3 separate regions of the Zea mays genome follow, and regions 2 and 3 are each linked to region 1. The links are chromatin contacts, called in public Hi-C maps. All regions are on one chromosome and are shown on one strand. Each heading gives the region's core, a stretch centred on a gene start, on an enhancer-like site or on the middle of the called end of the contact. The rest is flanking DNA. Distances are from core to core; before and after follow the strand shown.

What was found. Hi-C and Micro-C count contacts between places; a contact is called where the count stands out from the background.
Region 2: a Hi-C map of ear shows a contact between it and region 1, with 2.3 times the contacts expected there. The contact joins the promoter of LOC100277419 here to the enhancer-like site in region 1. A contact is called at or near these places in 4 of 25 Hi-C or Micro-C datasets (bundle sheath, ear, leaf and 1 more).
Region 3: a Hi-C map of tassel shows a contact between it and region 1, with 2.2 times the contacts expected there. The contact joins two enhancer-like sites. A contact is called at or near these places in 2 of 25 Hi-C or Micro-C datasets (leaf mesophyll and tassel).

Annotation. Positions count from the first base shown.
Region 1 is chr9:68,126,628-68,131,194 of Zm-B73-REFERENCE-NAM-5.0, forward strand. No RefSeq gene overlaps it. Among protein-coding and RNA genes, the nearest start is that of LOC100283707, 58 kb to the left of the region's middle. Within about 2 kb of position 2,529, at least 17 of the 20 cell types and tissues checked have an H3K27ac peak or open chromatin away from gene starts, as enhancers often do. A contact at or near this core is called in bundle sheath, ear, leaf and 2 more, where this site is marked.
Region 2 is chr9:67,939,429-67,943,995 of Zm-B73-REFERENCE-NAM-5.0, forward strand. LOC100277419 reads right to left here and starts at 2,009. Exons shown (of 8, transcript NM_001150984.2): 1 at 1,711-2,009; 2 at 1,403-1,606. The coding sequence starts at 1,863.
Region 3 is chr9:68,308,484-68,313,050 of Zm-B73-REFERENCE-NAM-5.0, forward strand. No RefSeq gene overlaps it. Among protein-coding and RNA genes, the nearest start is that of LOC103632007, 33 kb to the left of the region's middle. Within about 2 kb of position 2,193, at least 17 of the 20 cell types and tissues checked have an H3K27ac peak or open chromatin away from gene starts, as enhancers often do. A contact at or near this core is called in leaf mesophyll and tassel, where this site is marked.

The DNA of each region.
Region 1 (4,567 bases), core at 1,279-3,778:
TCACCGTCTTTGCGCTAAGCCGAAGCTTCTTCATCCATAGCTTCGGAGTTGAATCATCCTTCTTCCAGACCGCTCCTTTCATACCGTGCGCACCTTCATCTCAAAGCCAAAGGTTCTTGTAACAGTATATTACACTTGGAAAACATGTTAGTCGTGTTTTTAAGGACATTCGGAAGACGAAGGCTCGCAACAGAACCCTTTCATCTTCATCCGCACATAATCCTGCAATACCCCACTCTCCCCACAACCAGATTCTAAAAAAACTCAATAGAAAAAAAGATGAAACAGACATGCCCATATCCGGCTTAAATCCACCGTCGATTTAGATAGATCCGAATACGTGCATGCGGTACAATGAGCTTTTGTAAAATTTGGTAAAATACAGTAGCGGTCGTAGTTTTTTGTCACTCGCTTTTGACTTCTGAGAGACAAAAAAAATGCAACACGGATGAATTAATGCTTCCTTCACCCTTTAATCAATCCCTAATGAAAACTAATTAAAGAGAGATGGTTAAAGAAATAATCGACAATCGAGAACAGCATAACGCAGGAATATGACAGGATAATTCACTTTGCACATTCTTGACCTTCTTCGATGGCTCATATCAGAATTAATTATAATTATACCTGCGGCCCTGGCTCTACAGAGGAAGTGGCACGAAGGCAGTACAAAATAACTTGAGAGACTGAGAGATTTGCATCTCCCTCCATGCCCCACCCGCCCCATACATGACACTGTTCCTCTATTTATAGTAACAAAATACAGCTTCAGATAAAAATTATAAACATACGCACGGATCCTATATACATGAACTAAGAATCAAGGATGACGTCGCCTTTTCCTCCGTCGTGTCGTTTTGGCCAAATTGTCGCCCACTTCTACTTCGTGTGTTGTTATTGCGGAACCGAAGCTTACTCCGTCCGGTCCGTCCGCGCGTCAATCCTATGGGGCTGAAGCTTCATAGCTTCGTCTTTGCTTCATGCGTAATTCTGACGAAGGCTATCTTCGCTATCCATTCAGCAATAGAAGCCCCCAACAGCAGTGTTGCTACTCACTAGTGATACAGTAACTACTAATCACCTACCGTGTGGACTCTATACTACAAGTCGGAGCTAGCGCGACATAAAAGGGGTTGAATGCATGGTGGATGCATCACAGATTCACAGATGTTGAGTCGCCTTGCACTTGCACAGGAGAAGCCATAGGATATGCGCTGGACCAGGATGTGCAGGGATTAATACTCTGCATGTGCGGTCAACCAAACTTGCAAGCTTATCAATGCATTGGCTGCCAACGCCCTGACAGCATGCCACATGCACTCACCAGCGCAGAGCGCAGGGGCACAAGATATCGCCTTGGTTTGGTGTATCCATTTCCATTTTTTTTTTTCCTCTCGCGGGCGGGGCGGGGCGTGGTGGGGTGGGCCAAAAAGCTGCGAATAATGCGACCCAGTTGGTGAGCCAAATCTATCAAGCTGCAGCACTCGCCCATGGCCCGTTGGAAACTTCCAAAACCACGTACTATGTGTTTGACAAAAAATAAAAAAAATAATAAAGGAAAGAAAAAAAGAAGGTAGGGCGGTCTCCATCAGTGGTCCTAGTGATGCAGAGAGTTAGAGATCGACAAACAAACACACACAAAACAACCAAAGATATTACTCCTTCCGTTCCAAAATAGCGGAGTTCTTTTTAGCCTACTTTTTTTTCTTCTGTCCACATTCATTTAAATGATAATAAAAATATAGCGTAAATTACATTCATATATTACTTAATGAATGTGTGATTAATCTAAAACGAACCTTTTAAAATATACATGCAGTTATGCCCCGTCAATTTTTTTTCTCATGAAAATAACGTCCGGACAATTAATTTATTTGTTTTTATAAATGTCAGCATCTTGTTTTCTAGCTAAAAATTAGTTAGTTCAAGTCACAGTGGTCGGCTGCGAACGAAGGGAGTGAACATCTAATATATATGTGGCGCTTTGACATCAATTATTGGGCTGTCAGCGTGCGTGCATGACGCTGTTTTAATTCGATATATGCACAGCACTTTTTGCCTGTGACGGGCCGGGGAAGAATAATGTTGTTCGTTGATACAGTTAAGCGTCGTAATCAGGATTAGAGGTTGAGCTACCACGATGAGACCAACCTTGACATTCTTCTTGTTCCAAAGAGAGATCATCATATGCTCCGGCTGATGACGACGACTACTCCCCTTCTCTAGCTCATTAAAAGCACTTCTCTTCAGGGAGTTATACACCCTTAGACGAGTTGACTGCTAATCCGAAATGAAGCTGCTTCGAGCTTTGTTTTTTTTGCACACCTACATGCGAGCCATATCATCCGTCAACGCGGTAGGCGGGTGTTTATGCACGTGAGAAGGGACCCTGAAGTGAAGTGAAGCCTCATCGAGCGAGCCCAACTGCAGCGTGCGTGGTAGAGCTGGCGGTCCACACGATCCAACCCTAGCGAAAGCGACGGTTCAACTCTCACCGCAGGCGTTGGTTTGTTTGTTTAGGTGGGCTAACAACCACCACGTACGGCCGGACCGGAGCGGGGGCATCTGCTACCTGCCTGCCGTGGGTATAGGTGTACATTCGGGCCGCCCGGCCCGGCCTGGCCCAAGCCCGAAAAGGCCCGTAATGTTTGAATTTCGGGCCGGCCCGACCCGTTTGAATTTCGGGCCGTGCTGGACCGGCCTATGGGCCTAGCCCTCGGCCCACGGCCCGACCCGTAATTGCTTAAACGTGCCGGGCTCATTTCGGGCGGCCCGAAATTATAAAAGCCCGAAATTCACATTACGGCCCGAAATTCAATTTTAGGCCCGAAATTCAATTTTTGGCCCAAAATTCACATTAGAGCCCTAAATTCAAAAAAAAAAACAAATAAAAGATAAGACAAATAAATTTGAACAAAATCAAACTTAGTATTTGTATTAAAGTTACCACAACTATGCAATGACTACCTCGTTTATAAATCATTTTGTTAGAAGAAAAAAGAGTATAATCAACTCTATACAAAGTTCGTATGTTCAGTTTATTGTCTAATGTTCATAACAAAAGCAAAATTACATCACACACTCTAATTCAAAGCTAAAAAACATCTAACTAGCATTATCTCTAGCTTTATGTTATTTATCAAGTACATGAAAGTGTGGAATGAAGTGTGGTTTTAATAAATATATGGGCCTTTTCGTGCCTCTATATGGGCCATTTCGTGCCTGCCTTAAACGGGTCGTGCTCGTGCCCGCCCATGGGCCGTGACCTCAGCCCAAACCCGGCCCGATATAACGGGCCGTGCCGGCCCGGCACTAAATTATTTCGGGCCGTGCCGTGCCTGGGCTGTGCTTTTTTTCCGTGCTTCGGGCCGGCCCACCAGACCCGGCCCAAATGTACACCTATAGCCGTGGGCGATCGGAGAGACGACAGCCTAGTAGCGATGATGGAGCCACACCCACCACCCGTACACCTGCTGTTCATCCATATACGTACGTACGCACACCGACATGGAGATGAAGCATCTGCTTGTTCACGATGGTCTGAGTGTCTCTCACCTCTCGAACCGATCTCCATCCCATGCAGCATGCTACCAAAAGCGTACTCTACTGGAAGAAAAGCCATCGGGAGAACATATGCTGCACTGCACTCAACTTTAGCATCCTAGCAGCAGTCTTTTATAAGCGTGATGCGTGCGTTGCGTAGGGTGGGGTACTCTCTACTTAATGGGCTTTCGGCCACAGGTGAAGTGGGCCGGTGACACGCTCTGACAAGGCCTATCAACATTCTAGCCTATTAAGGCATGGGTTGTCTCACCGCCGGCCGCGCCCGCGCCCGCGCCCGCCTGGCTTAACTGAAACACGGTCCATCCGTGCAGGGACACTTCGAAACAAAGGCCCAGATGCCATCAACCACCACCACGTTCTCCAACATACGATGAAAGAAAGGGTCATCATCGATCGTCTCATCGCTGAAGCACGCGTCTCATTCGTGTAAGTTTTCTCACAAAAAAAGATGGACGAGCACAACATGATCCTATGGAAGCATATCATGCATGTAGAGTGAAGAAATTAGTAAAATGAATGGGTGGTCTATCAACTTGCACATGTGTGTCATTTAGATCCATGAATACTAAAAATGCATTTTTAGCCGATAATATTGTCTTTTGGTTAATAGCAGATCCAAACCCCTTCAGCCAATTCTAAAATTCGTCGTGGCATCGATGTGGTGTCGTCGCGGAAACCTGCTAAGGGTAATCTTTGCAGCCGACACACTAGGAGCCAGGAGGTGTGCTTGCGGATGCGGATGTCCTTCCTGACCACATGTCACAGCTCCATGTCCTTGGGTCCAAGAAGTGCTACTTGGCGTGACCTACAACTAGGAAGGCGGTATTGGTGTCGATGTATCGCTCTGCAAATGCATAACAATAAGTTAAACGTTAAATTCCGGCCAAATCGCGTGGATCAACCTATGTGGGTTACGCTGATCGGTTCCTTGACCTGATGGTTGTTTCTTTCCTAAGTCAGCTATTATATAACAATAAATGTGATCATGCAGTGAAAGTGACCG
Region 2 (4,567 bases), core at 759-3,258, 190 kb before region 1:
GCGTTTTTTTTCTGATTGAGGCGCCGTGTCTTCCCTGATAAGCTCAAGCAGAATGGCATCGCCAAGGTGTCAAACTGACACTGCAAGAGCGAAAAGGTGTCTGCATGCGCAGGAAAAGTGCATAGATCGATGCGAGCGGGAGAAAAAATGAGGGAAGGGAAAGAGAAGATGGTGGCGGTAGCACCTGGAACGCGACCCATCTCATCCAGTCACTCCCTCCCCTTATGCTCTCCCAATTCGCAGCTCCTGGCGACCTCCACTCCTTCACCTCGTGCCTTTGACATCCAACCTCACATCCCCACCCAGTGATCTGCGCCTCTGACCTATGCCTGTTGAGGACTCCTACTTGTGTTTTTACATGGGCTCAGCATCTCCTTCGACTCCATCAGCTCGTGCCTCCTTCATCCAACCTCGCATCCTAGCCCGACGATCTGCACCTCCGAACTATGCCCTGTCGAGGGCTGCCTTCTTCTGCTTCTTCATGGGCTCAGTGTCTCCTTCCTCTGCTCATTTCCCTGGTAACAGACCAGGACCAGCACCCTTCACAGGCTCGCAAGTACCTCTTTTCCTATCCTCTGCTCTCCCTCTCCCTTGTTTCCTCTGTTTTTCCTGTTATGTCCTTCCTCTGTTCAGAAGATGGACTATATTGCATATTTGCTTATGCTTTGGATATTGGATTTGAATATGGATATACTCCTGTGATGTGGTATGCTGCTTGTGCTTGGCTAATTGGATAAGGTATAAACTGCTCTGCCTAGTGGGTGGTAGCTACTTGTGCATAGACTCTAAAATTGGCAGCAAAAAGGTGTGTATCAATGAACCTTTGTCCAGCTCTACTGTAGGTGAAGGTGTATGTGTATGGCGTCATCTCACCGAATGCCTTATTCGCCTAGGCATCTGGAAGGGGTGGGTCGCCATGCCTCGCCTTAATCACAATGTTTTATGTTTATGACTATGAATTTCACGTCATCTGAAAGCTTTCTCAAATATGAATCCATTGATATCAAATTAGTATGGTATAACGTTTAAATTCTTGAATTAAGCGTTAGTCAAAGATTAACAAGTTTGAATCTTGGGTTCTGGGAACACCATACCAAAAGAAAAGGATCCAACAGTATTTATCTGTTTATCATGCTTATCAGATTATAATATTTAACTGATTATATATCATCATTTACATTCAGAAGACGCAGCTCATCCTGAACACAAATTCCATCCTAGGAGACCTGTTTCATGACTTTGATGATATTATCCTCAAGTTCGGTCTTGTGAGCTAGCCACATTTCAACATTTTTATCCCATGATTCCACACTCAAAAAAAAACAAAGTGTCCTGTTAGCAGTGCAGCACAACAGGTTCCAAATCGGTTCCATTTTGGGAAATCAAAAAAAAAAAGACTCACCGGTAGAGAGATGAGATCGAACTCATCGTCCGCGAGGTCGGCGAGGAGCGCGTCGGCGGTAAGCTTGATGCCCCATGAGGCAGCTACGGACGTCGCCCCCGGCTCGACGGAAGCGACGGCGACATCGGCCCCCGCGCGCCGGAGCACGTCGATGGTGATGACCGCCTCCATCGGCTCCGTCCCATTCGCGATCGGGACCAGCACCTGCGGGAGCAACCAAATCAATCAGCCGTTCGTTCCCCGTCACCAATTAGGACGCAGTGCAGTGGGCAAGAAGCTGAGAGCTGAAGGTCGAGGGCGGCACTTGCCTTCTTGGGGGTAGGGGACGACGCCATGGCCTGAGGGGACGAGGAGGTAAGCGCGCGGGTTAGGGTTTGGAGTCGGCGGAGAGAGGGACGATGCGAGGGGACGCGCGGGGTTCTGGAGAGCGGAAGTGCGGAGGTGAGTGACCGCGTGGCCATTTCCTCGGCTCGTTATTCCTTTGCTTTCGCGGTGGTGTTCCAGAAGCAACGAGTGGTTTTCCAGAATCCAACGACCACACGGGTCTTCTCGCGACTCCATGAAGCGCTATTCACACACACGCGCACGCGTGTAGGCAAGGGTAGATATCGAGTCAGATCGACTCGTTATGGTTCGGCTTGTTATGTCTTATTAATGTAACGGTCGGTTTGGCTCGTTATACAAACGAGCTAAACATTTGGTTCGGTACGGCTCATTAGAAAGCTCGAGCTAGGTCGTTAGGCTCGTAAGCTACATAACTAAGAGCATTTTTGGCATGACTCTGCTTCACTCCAGAGTAGCTCTACTCTAAAACTCTGGGTGGAACAGCTCTGCTCCAGAGTTTAGATTGTTTCTCATAATCGGTGGCGGTGGCGGGTAAATAACTCTAAACTCTATAACCAGATTGCTTTTTTTGAGCTTTCGGAGCAGCAAAAGAGGCACTCCAAAAAATTGTATTGTAGCTCCAAAAACTCCATAGAGTTTACAACTCTGGAGTTCGGGTGTTTGACATGCCCTGGCCAGCTCCTCCTTGGAGTTTTACTCTGAAACCATGCCAAACACGCCCTAAATACAAAGATCTATGTACATAAAAATATATATAACACTGAAAATCATATTTTAAGTGTTTAACACTGTCGGCGTTTCGGACCCGCGAGGACCGTCAACCGACCAGTGAATTTGTCGCTGCGTGTCCCTGCCCAGATGGGTTGATGCAAGATGGAACACAAGCGGAAGGATGAGGCTTATATTATCTTGCACCGGGGTGCTCGTAGTAGGGGTTACAAGCGTTGCGAGAGAGCGAGAGCGAGAGCGAGAGCGAGAGAGAAAGAGAGAGTATGGCCTTGGGGTGAGCTGTTTGAGTTTGCCTCCACCGCGTCTCTCCTACTATGCCTGCCTCTGCTCGCCTGCCTTTTTGCCCTCTCTGCGTCCCTGTGTCTGCGTGCCTTAGGAAGGCCCTGGACATCTTCTTTTATAGATACAAGGAGATGGCCCAGTTGTACAACGGGGGTGTAGCTATGTGCTAACGTGGCTGGCGGAGAAGTGCCTTGAGCCCTGTACCCGTGCTAACGTGGCCGTCGGAGGAGCGCTTGAGCCCCGTAGAAGCGTAGCTGACGGTGCGGCCCGGGGTCCTGCTGACGTTTCATTGCTTCCGTAAGGAGCTGAGAGCCATCGACGCCATGGTCGCACGCGGGGAACCATCATTACCTACTATCGGAGTAATTTGATGTGACTCCGGTCTTGTCCCTTCGTAGCGAGGGGTGGCTAGCTAGCGGTAGGGTAATGATGTATCCTTGTAGCATAGTCGGTCCGAGGCCGAGGTCGGGCGAGGCGGAGACTTCTCCTGAGGCCAAGGCTGAGGTCGGGCGAGGTTGTGACTCCTCCCGAGGCCGAGGCCTGGGGTCGGGCGAGGCGAAGACCTTTTCCCGAGGCCGAGGCTGAGGCCAAGGCCTGAGGTCGGGCGAGGCGGAGCTCACTGTTGCGCCCGAGGCTGAACTCGGGGGAGGTCGTGACTTACTATTGTCAGTTTTACCCTCGTGGTTGGCACAGTAGTCGAAACGGGGTGAATAGCGTTGTTTTCCTGTCAGAACGATCAGTAAAGGGGCGAAGTGACTGCGGTCACTTCGTGTAATACCCAAAATGTATACAGTGATACTATATTGGATCTCGTTATTTTATGTACCATATTTGCATCATAAAAAGAGCATGCATAATTAAGAGTGATTAATTAAAACAAATGATACTAAAATAAAATAAAGTGCATCCGTTGGAGTTTTTGCTTGTGCATTTAATACAATAGTAATAAAAGGAATGAAAATATAATAGTGATAATGAGGTGGAGAAGTAAAGGAAATGGGAAGAAAAGAAAAGAAAAGAAGAGTATATAATACAAAGAGAAATTATATTTTTAGAATTGGTACCTCTTAATTTTACAATATAGTTAAGAATAAGTTTAGCACAAGTTTGAATTCAAATTCAAATTGAACTTGGAAATATAGGAAAGAGAATAGAGTGTAAAAAGAAAAGAATAAAATGAACCAAGCCAGAGTGGGCCGGCCGCCACACTTCTCGGCCCAGTCGTTTTCCCTCCACGTGCAGCCCACTATGCTGCCTTCCCTACGCTACTGGCAGCCGGGGTCCACGGCGCAGCCCCTTGCTCGTGCGCGGCTGTCTTCCATGCGGGACCCACTGTCAGCCCTATCCTCTTCCTCAAGTCCGAATGGGGGGCGCTAAAACAGAATCCCGCCGTGATCTTCGCCGCTGCGTTCGTCGAGCGGTCTCCTCCGAATCGAGCTCTACTCCGGTATAAAATCCTAGACCACCTCATCCTATCCACATCCCAAGCTGCCAGGATTTGAGATCTAGCGCCATGGGGGGGGGAAATCGACCTCGCCACGGGAGGGAGACCATGCCCTCTCCCCGCCACCATGGATTCCCGCCTGTGTGGCCAACTAGGCACTGGAGGATGGCTTTGGCGCTTCACCGATCAACAGGGATCATGCCCAGGGCCCGTGGGATGATGCGAGTTTGGCTGGGAGGATGGACCTCGCCGCGGTCGACGTTTCGTCGCAGTATCGGTGAGCGCCTTCACATCAGTAATCACGTCCTCGATTATGTTTGACGCTAGGTCTCATGCGGGGCTGGGCGCGCGACACTTTTAGCGTG
Region 3 (4,567 bases), core at 943-3,442, 180 kb after region 1:
CGAAGCAGAATGTGGACCCGGGACGGAGGACGATCTTGTGCTGGAAGGTGATGGCCATTGAGCTAGCTTGGATCAGTGACACACCCCCTACCTGGCGCGCCAGCTGTCGGTGTTTTGGGTCCGACCGCGCACCCAGGGTTGCCCCTCGAGGTGCTTTTTGGGGTAGGACGGTGTTACCGACTGTAGCTCGATGGTTCGCGCTAGATGCACGAGAGACAGTGGACAATTTTGTACAGGTTCAGGCCGCTTTGAGATGCGTAATACCCTACGTCCTAGCGTGAATACTTTGAGTGGTGGGTTACAAGGAGGTTCTCTAGTATCGAGGATGTTAGAGAACTGAGTGGATGGCTAAGTGGTGAGATATGTTTTTGAGGGGATGCCCCTAGGCCTTATATACTTGACCGTGGGGCGTTACATGTGGATATGATAACAGCGTGAGCCTAAGTAATAGTGAACCGACTGAGCTTATCTTCCTATAATTCCGCCGACCTATCTCCGTTCGGTTCCGATGTATGAGGACACTGCGCGGGAAGGTCGGGTCACTATTGCGGTTGCCCAAATTCATCGGGTCATCTAGGATTGCGTTGATCCAATCTTGTGTCACTCCGCTTCACTAGGCGTCCCTCCCCAGGCCCACGAAGGAACGACCTCGCGAATTATTGGGCCCAAGGCCTTTCGTGAGGTTTTTTAGCCTTCAAGTGGACCCGGGGGATATCTGTCCCCCACATTACCCATCTGCCAAGGGGTCATGAATCCCATACACCTCTACTAAGGAAGCGAGGCAGGGTAACACTACGAGGCCTTTACAAAGTTCCACTAGCTTCAGAAAACCTGCTACAGTTTCTAGGAAGCTCCAATGCAGGGATCCCTCGCCTCACCGCCATCGCAGCAAAATCAACCCAAGTACCTCCCTACACTGACCACTCCCCTACTGCCCTTGCCCCTTTCGGGTAAGGTAGTCATCCACTAGCTTTCCTAATTAGTCAGCCAAGGGCATCCCATACTACCCTTGTGGTAGCATTGTTTTCCCAGGTGGTTCTCCATGTTCCCATTAACTTAATGATATTATCATGAACATAAATAACATAACAGAATAATATGAACATGGATATAATGAAATATTAACCCAAAAACCGTGTAAGCAATAGCATAACTACCCAATGATTCAGGGGTAAACAAGGTAAAAAGATAAACAATGTAGGGTGACGTATTGGATCCCATCCAAATTAAACATATACATGAATAAATGATATTAAAGAACATTATTGGGTAACAAAAGTGGATCAAGGGCACAACTTGCCTGGCACTTGAGATTCCAGGTACCAACTTGCTCTTTAGATGACACGTGTCCTCACTACTAAACATAGCAATACAGAAAAACATGTATAGGCAAAATTAACATCACACCAAATATAAGAATAAACTGCGTAATAATATTCTACGGAAAGCTACGAGATCGTGGATTTGCGAACCACTAAAATCAGAGTTACGGTTAAAGAATTAGGATTTATGGTAGATCTACATGATTAAACTATATTATGAATTGATTAGTATACATTATATGAGAGATTATTCCATGAATAATTAATTCAATTTTAATCCTAATTATATCATATTTTAATCAAACTATAATTATGGATAGGTTAACTTCGGTTAGAGGAGTTCATTTATTAAACATAGGCTAGACAAATATCTAATTATAAAAATATGTTCTATGGTACAATTAATATTGCCACTGCGCAGACAATAACTTTATGAAACTAACGTAACTGGAACGAGTCAATTCGGAATTAAAACGGAGGAATTATGAATTTCTGAAGTTTTAAGTGCCTCGCACAGGATAAATTAAGTAAACAATTTTAATATATGTTTTATGACTAAACAGAGTTACCAAGTGTTAAACATTATTACTATAAAAATATTGCAACTGGAATGGATTAAAAAGGTGCTAAGATGAATTTTATATGCATTATATAAGTTCTGGAATTATTTTGGCACTAGAAATCCATTTTCTAAACTATTTTTCCTATTTTCTCAAAGCTCTAGACTGCGCACACTATTTTAACAAAGACCTAAAATGTTAATTATAGGACCTGCCTGCAATGATTTTTACACACTACTGTACCGCGGGTTAAATAAGGAAACATGCAGGGCCTCTTTACCAATTGTTCTTAGCTGAAAGGGTATGGGCTGGTTCTGGCCGCACGATCTGTAATCTGTGGCCCAGATTAGACCTTGGTCTGCCCAAATTCCGATCATCAGATCCGAATCCAAGGGCACAGATTTTATAAGCGAAGGGATATGTCTCGTTTTAATCTTGGTCGTTCAAATCCAGATCGACGCCTAGGCCATTATCTCCTATCTCCCGACAATGCCAGGCGGCGGCGCCCCGTGCACCAGCGGTGACGGCTCACCGGAGACACGCGATCCAGCGTCAGTACCCCAAATGATTACCCAAGTAGTTCAACACGCAGTAGGGAACAAGGCGAATCAAAATAGGGAGGGCACAATGTGAATCACGCCTCATAGTTCCCTGCCCACGGCGCGCGGCGGCTTCCCAACTTCCGGTGACAAACCCGCCCTAGCACTACGGCGCAAACAGTGCAAGAGCTCGTGCAGAGGAAAGAGAAGACAATGGGATAACCTAAGGGGCAGTAGATTACCGGAGGCAAAGGCAATAACGAGGCCGACCATAGAGCGGAGCAACATTGGCGGAAGACCTCAACTCCGGGGAGGAATCTAGGGCGACCCGTTCACCAATCGAATCCGGCGAGGCCACGAAGAAGCGCTGACTCCGCCGTGAGTACCGCACAGCGACCGGCCGAGGCCCAGGCACTGGTTGGTTGAGAGTGTAGACGACAGCGGCTCCCTGTGTCGTGCTCCCACCGAGGTCAGGTTCCTAGCAATGGGGAAGATGGAGGGGGGAACCCGTGATTGTTTTATAGGGCCAGAGCGAGTCCGCCGAGGAGATTGGCGGCGACGCGGATTCCACAGCGAGTCCGTTGCGAGCGTTTCCGGTGGCATGACCCAATGCGCGCGTTCTGCGGAGAAGACGGACCTAGTCATCGGGTCCCACGGTGCCAGCGAGCCAACCACGCGACCGACGCTGGCGTTCGGGGCCCATGTGTCGGCACCGGTCAGCTACCCAGGCCGCCACGGAATTACGGTGGGCCGATTAGGGTAGAATTGGCCCAAGCGCGGTACAGTGGTTTCTTTTTATTTTTTTTATTTTTTTCAGATTTCATTTCTAGTTTTATTTTCCATTCCAAATTCGAATTTGTAATCCAAACTTAGGGTTAATGTTTTCACGCACAATCAAAATATCCAGCATGATGCAACGTTTTTATTTTTATTTTATATATATTTTCATTGCTTTAATTATTTTAAGCAACTTCTTCCAATTCCAAGTGTATATTTTATACCCACCAAATATATGTTTTAATGCAATAATTTCTATTGTACCAATTTATTAATAGTTATTTCAGATAACATTTCTAACATTTTATCTAAAAAGAATAACTTAATTTATATAAGATCATTAAATCTTTTAGTATTTAATTATATCTATTTAAGAAGATGTGACTTAAAAGGTGATATAAAGAATATCATGTTTCAAATCTTCGTATCATTCTATTAGAAATCCAAAATAAAATTTTTGGGTGCTACAAATTCTACTTTTCAAACTTAAGCTTGTCTCAAAATTTTGAGCACAAAGGTAAAAATGCATGAACTCCATTATGAGGTGCATAATTCTATATTTCTTTAGTTTGTTATTTGGCTAGTTTAATTTTGTTGTTCAATTGAACGTTCAAAAGCATGAGAAACCCAATAATATCCAAAGGTTTCAAAAAAATCCCTAAAACACGATCATAAACACATTTATTTATTTCATCATCATTATTTTATTTTATTTTCCTAGCAATTTTGGGCTTTACAATTTCAATATGCAAAGATGTAAACAGGGACATACGAAACGCAGAAAGAACATGAATAATCATTTTAAATCATTAGATTATTCATATTATCCTCATATAAGTAGGAACAAACATCAATGATATTTAAATTACATTGATACCTTCGACTTGATAGAAGATCAAAATTCCGAAGTGACGTGTGAGCGATTACAGGTCAGTGTGAACAGTAGGGGGTACTATTCATCAATTTATATGCACGGGGCGCAGCCCGGGCAAAATTACATTCGTGTCCTTAATAACTAATTATAATCATGGTACAAACTATCAGGGGCTATACAGTCTTTTCCTCTTTAAGTCGGTGCCACCTTTCGTCTTAAGTATGCCATCATGCCGAAGCTCTTTCAATTGTAGCTTCGGCATATATCTTCATATCGTATCTGCTTGCATATCGTCTTGCCGAAGGTGTTTTTGCTTAGAGGACCTTCGGCGGAGAAGAAGGCCCCCAACAGTAGCCCTTCGCAGTGCTAGAACGTTTTTTGTAACAAGCTCGATCCGTGAAATACTCGAAGGCTTCGGAATGCCGAAGGTCCGAAAAACACCTTTCCTGAGCTCGTTGCCGAGAAAGGATTATAATATTCCAGGCGTCAAGCGGT